Regions from separate parts of the Sus scrofa genome. Here region 2 is linked to region 1. A link is a contact called in public HiChIP or PLAC-seq data. All regions are on one chromosome and are shown on one strand. The core of a region is the stretch at or near the end of the contact, and the rest is flanking DNA. Distances in the headings are between cores, read along the strand shown. Region 1 holds the start of B3GALNT2 (UDP-GalNAc:beta-1,3-N-acetylgalactosaminyltransferase 2). Region 2 holds the start of LOC100512926 (cytochrome c oxidase assembly factor 6 homolog).

Region 1 (2,843 bases), core at 149-2,648:
AATTAAAACATTTTAAAATTACAGTGCAGACCATATTACAAAACAATAAAAAATAATTTTATTTATTTATTTATTAGGGCCGCAGCAGCAGCATATGGAGGTTCCCCACCTAGGGGTGAATTGGAGCTGTAGCTGCCAGCCTAGGCCATAGCCACAGCAACGTCAGCTCCAAGCCGAGTCTGGCACCTACAGCATAGCTCATGGCAAGGCAGGATCCTTAACCCACTGAGTAAGGCTAAGGATCCAACCTGCGTCCTCATGGATACTAGTCAGATTCCTTTCCCTGAGGCACTGAAGGGAACTCCAAAAATAATTTTAATAGAGGAAATTAAATTGCCCCTCAGTGAGACTATGGTACTGACAGTGCCTAAGACATCTCCTGGACTGTTCAGTGACTTGAATAAATTACCCTTTTTTCCTTAAGCCTGTTTGAAGTGGATTTCCTGGGGCTTTCAACCAAGGGTTTTTCCAACAATATAGTTCATCCTCATGTTCATCCTCTGCACCATCTTCTGAACATCGGTACCCTGATCTTCAGGCTCCTCAACTAGGACACTTTTGCGTTTGGCCGCAGGCAGGCCGGAACGGGTGACGCCCTCGGGGCCCAGGGCAGGACTGTATCCCGGAGGGTCGCAGCAGGTCCTTCCCACAGGTGCCTCGGAGCCCGCATTTTCTAGCGGCTCACGTCCAATAGCAGGTGTGAGTGCACCCGGTTCTTCTCGCAACTTTCCAGCGCCAGTTTGAAATCTGAGCACGTGTAATGTACCTTCCATTCGGCCATCGCTGTCGTACTGCACAGCTTGATCCCTTGGGCTTGGTCTTACTCATCCTGAGTTCTTAGAGCCGGGTACCGAAGCACCAGAACTAATACTTGATGATTCACCGCTGAAGACACGGGCATTTGGGCTGCCCCGCCCCGATCTCCGCGCCCAGTAGATGCCAGCAAGATCCCATCTCTTACACGAGGCTAGCATTCGGCCTAAGGAAGCTCTGCGTGATTTAAAACTGTCTTGTCTCAAGATCTCCTTTAAATCTTAGGCAACCGGCGCCCTTCACCCCAGCTATTATTTCTCTCCCGGGGTTGGGGCGGCCCCTGAGCGCTGGGTTGTCCGGCACTACCTCTCCTCCGCCACCGGGGGGCAGTAAACATGGAGCAGGGCTGCGCATGCTCTGTGTGAGGCCTCGCGCTTTGCTTACGCGATCGCCGAGTGACGGAAGCGAGTGCGTGGGGTTGTGGGAAATGTGGTTTCCCAGCCATCGGATCACGGGGGCACTTCCTCCTTAAGCTCAGAGCGGGACTTCAGCTCCCGGCCGGCTAGGGGAAGTGGGAGGGGACAAGCTAGAAGAGGGCGGGGCGAGTGAGAGAAAAGGTGGGCGGGGCCGGGGAAGGCCCAGGAAAGGGGGCGGGGCTCTGGCCGGCGGAGGCGCAGCCGCCAGCGGTCGGAGGAGCCTAAGCCGAGAGAGACCTAGACGGCGGCGGGCACGAGGGCGGGCGTTCCCGGAGTAGTCGCGCGGGAGTCGGCCACTGCCCCCGGCCTCCTTACTTTCAGGGCCCCTCCCTGTCCGCCGGGACGCGGGAGAGCCCGGCGCGCGGTGGGGGCGCGAGGTGGAGCCGGCGGGGGCGGCCAATGCGAAACTGGCTGGTGCTGCTGTGCCCGTGTGTGCTCGGGGCCGCGCTGCACCTCTGGCTGCGGCTGCGCTCCCCGCCGCCCGCCCGCGCCTCGGGGGCCGGCCCCGCAGGTGAGGTCCTGGGGCCGGGCGGGCGGGCGAGCGGCCGGCTTCTTCCACGGAGCCTGGCCGAGAGTCTGGGTTGGGGGACGGGCCGACCCGGCGGTCCCCAGATGAAACAAATGGCCCTTTTCATCTCCCCGGCGTTAACATCGGGCAAACTGGAGGGCGCTTTTCTCTCTTCGTGTCTCCGCCGTTTCTCACCTCCCGGCTTTTCTTGATGACCACAAAACCGGTGCGGACGACTGCAAGTCCTTCGGCTGTCCCCAGGCCTTTCCCGCCTGCCCGGGGAGCTGAGCCCCATGTGTCCTTCAACCCGAGGGGCAGCTGTTAACGCCCGGGGCCGGGCTCCCAGGTGGCTCTGCTCCTCCCGCAGCTGTTGGTCTTATTGGATCAGGACTTTGAGGTCTTAGGGTCCGTGGATCACGTTTTTGTGCCTTTTTAAAGAGGTGGCTGGGGTTTGCTTTTAAGGAACAACTTTGCTTTAAGAACGTACTCTGCTTTGTATTCTTTGAAAACTGTGGTTGTAAGTCGGTTAAACAAATCTAGCCATGAAATAGGGCATGGCTGCGGATGGAGTTATTCCTGAGAGTTTGGTTTGCAAAGCCTTCTAATGAATTATACACGAAAATAGCAAGTTCCTCTACGATTGTATCCATTTGCTCCAAAAGTTAGTTTCTCATGGGAAAGAACTCTTTGTTCATATTCACTTCCCAGCCTGATAAATAGAATGCTCTGCCCCACAGCCCAGTGGATTTTCTTTTAACTAATTCCACCGCTCTGAACATTGAAGGTTGCCCTTTTCTGTCTTTTTAAGGGCTTGCCCTAGGAGGTATAATAAAGCCTAGACGGCTGTTTTAAAGATGGGGAAATAGTCGTTTTGTTTTTTAACTACCTTGGGAATTTGTTCTTACCACTTCTCCCCTAGAAAGTTTTCTTATCCAATATTTTCAAGGATTAGAATTGAATATCTGAATTCTGAGATGGCTCTGTGCCTAGGAAGTATGGAAACTAATTCGGGCAGTCCTCAAAGCAATCTCATTGTTATAATTAGAGTTCTTTATTCTGGTAACAATCTCTTAAAATCCCTTTGTGTTAGAGAAGCCACGAGCTCT
Region 2 (2,843 bases), core at 115-2,614, 1.0 Mb after region 1:
CTCCCATTGGATATTTTATTTCTTCTACTTTCTAAACTCCTTTCTCTGTATTTTAATTATATGGCTTTGGGTGACAAATGGGAATGCTTTTATTTCTGATAGTAGCTCTAGGACAGTGAATTTGCTAACTCTTTCTCAAGATTAAATATCTCTTCAGAAGAACCTAGAGAAGTCTTATCAGTTTAGGGGGTTGGAATTTTTTAGTTATTGTTCTTATGTTTATTTTGTTTTTCAATGATCTTTAAAGAGTCAGATGACCTTTTCCAAACGTTTGCCCTATTTGTAACAAAAACAAGCCTGGATTACCAGACAAGGTTTTCTTTGCTGCTAACAGAAACTGCTGACTTGAGAAGCCTCAAACTGTGCTTCATTTCATAGTCCACCACTCACTGTAAGTGCTATGTATTTTAACAGCGAACAGAAACATGTCCAAGTGTGACTTACCCACTGCTGGGGACAACTTGATTCAAATGAGCTTCTCAACTTCTTGCACTGAGAAGCGTCCTCTGTGTTCTCATCTAAGCACTTCCAGTATGCATCCCGGGCTCCCCAGCAAGCCTGCCTTTCTTTCATAGATGGGGCTGCCATTCCTGGTGGGCTCGAGCTGTCAACCAAAACACGTGATATTAACAAAGAACTTGTAATTCGAGAGGAGGCAAACCAAAGGAAAAATACCGTCTTTCCCTCCAATCCCCTCTTTTTAAAGTTATGCCTCTGGATTTTAATGGCGCGACTGAAACTAATCAGTCCCACAGGAATGGTATTGTAAGAGCATTCGCTTTTGAAACTTATCCTTTACACTGTAATTTGCTCCTCTGCTGGGGTGGCAGCGTGATCTCAGAAAGCCGGAGTTAGAATTCTGACTTTCACACAGTTTGTCATTTAAGACGGTTCATTTATTCTCCCGAGCCTGTTTCCCCATCGGCAGGTGACGCTCAGGGTAGGAGCATTGCCCATTTAACAAAGCTGCTGTTCGAACCGAAGTACTGTACAATTAACTGCACGAGAGCACAACAACTAGGCAAAACGAGGAGTACTCCTCTGTTGGCAGAGGAGAAACCCGGCGCTCGAGGAGAGTCGGCGACCTCCTGGGTTCCTACCCTCTCGGGAGCGCCTCGCACTCCCCGGCCCCGCCAGCAGGCTGACCTCTCCGCCCGCCCAGCAGCAAGTTCCCTTCGGCGCCAACGGAAGGAAAAAGTCACACAGCCCAACAACAGGGGAAGAAGGGTGCGGGGCCGAGTCCCAGTGCCGCACAGTCGTCTCGCCGACTTGGGCTCCTGCGGCATAAACCCACCACCTGAGGAAAACAATTCGCGCGGCGGATTCGCTGGCCTTGTGACCCTTACGGGCTACCGTTTGCCGGTCAAAAACGGCGGGACTTCCGGTCCCACACTCCTACCTGCTAGAGTGACTTCCGGGCCTGCTCAGTCAAGGGAGGAAGTTCCTGGAGAAGTAGAAGTACTGCGTGGTTAGCGTCCGGTCACTCTTCAGAGCAGCCTTGTACTTACTACGTTTCAGTGTCTCTCCTTGCAGCTTTTCGTAACTTTAACGAACTATGCTCCTTTCGTGTCTCAGTTTCTATATCTGTTTCGCCAAGCGCCGCTCGGAAGGGTTAATTCAGGAGCGAGCCCTACTGGAAAAGGCGGCTTTGTGTGGAAGTTTGCACCTGGGAGGTGAGAGCTGGACGGAACGTTAAAGAGCCCTGAAGGCTTAACTCTACGCTTCTGAGGTTAAAAAAGAGAGAGAGAGAAAGAAACGGCTCCAGAAAGAGGCGGATGACACCCCAGGTTACATGGCAAAAAAGTGACTAAACTGAGAACTCAGGGCACCAATCTCCCAGTTTCCCCATTGAGATTTCATCCTGTTACATTTCCCGGCATCACCTTGTTCTTGCTTTGAACCCTTGCGACTTTTTTTTTGTAGATGGAAAAGATTCTTTTAGTTGGTATTTGGAGACATCTAGTGAAAGAATATGAAAGCAAAGGTCGAGTCCGCAAGTTCTGGTAGTTCGTGGAATTAAAAAGTGAGCATGATTAGAGTTTACAGCTAAAAATCCTTGGACTTGGATCTGAAATTTGCGAAGGTGCTACAATTTGATCAGGAGAGTGGGTAAAATTAATACTTGCATTATTGTTTTAATTATTTGTAGCTCTTTTTACTCTAAACGCTGACATTTTTTTTTAAGGAATGAAAAAATGCGCCTTTAGATATTTTGAAAGGATGTTATTTCAGTATATGAGTTAATATATTCCGTGCAGCAGAATCTTTATTTGAAAGCACGCTTATGGATAAAGGTTAGTCTTTAGTTCACTTACTGATTCCATCTGCTCCATTACCTAGTCTTGCTTAAGTTCTAAGTGCTTAAAAAACTCATAAGCAGTTTACAGCTCTGCACTTTGCAGCTGTTCGATCTTTTCCAAATTCAACATATGCAGATTTTCAGGTTGGCTATGTGAAGCTAAGTACCACCAAACATAATGTTCTACAACATGGGAAGTATTTCTGTAATAGTTAATGGACTTTATTAAGTGGGTTGCTTTAGTTTTCCCAGAGCCACCATTTCTTTTCCACTATGAAGGGCGGTTTATATAAAAATAGTATCTTGGAGTTCCCATAGTGGCTCCAGGAATGAATCTGACTAGCATCCGTGAAGACTCAGGATCCCTGGCCTTGCTCACTGGGTTGAGAATCCAGCATTGGCACTCACATCCTGAGTTGCTGTGGCAGTGGCATAGGCCAGTGGCTACAGCTTCGATTTGACCCCTAGCCTGGGAACCTCTATATGCCACAGGTGTGGCCCTAAAAAAAAAAAGTATCTTTTAAGTATGACCAATGAGATATAG

The links. HiChIP or PLAC-seq counts read pairs in DNA pulled down with a chosen protein or histone mark.
Region 2: an H3K27ac HiChIP or PLAC-seq map of skeletal muscle shows a contact between it and region 1, with 5 times the contacts expected there. The contact joins the promoter of LOC100512926 here to the promoter of B3GALNT2 in region 1. A contact is called at or near these places in 1 of 47 Hi-C or Micro-C datasets (heart right ventricle) and 1 of 2 datasets of contacts at active chromatin or transcription factors (skeletal muscle).

The regions. Positions count from the first base shown.
Region 1 is chr14:55,748,011-55,750,853 of Sscrofa11.1, forward strand. B3GALNT2 (UDP-GalNAc:beta-1,3-N-acetylgalactosaminyltransferase 2) reads left to right here and starts at 1,399. Exons shown (of 12, transcript XM_021074398.1): 1 at 1,399-1,740. The coding sequence starts at 1,629.
Region 2 is chr14:56,757,592-56,760,434 of Sscrofa11.1, forward strand. It overlaps LOC100512926 (cytochrome c oxidase assembly factor 6 homolog), which reads right to left and starts at 1,365. Exons shown (of 3, transcript XM_003133017.4): 1 at 1,147-1,365; 2 at 445-604. The coding sequence starts at 1,286.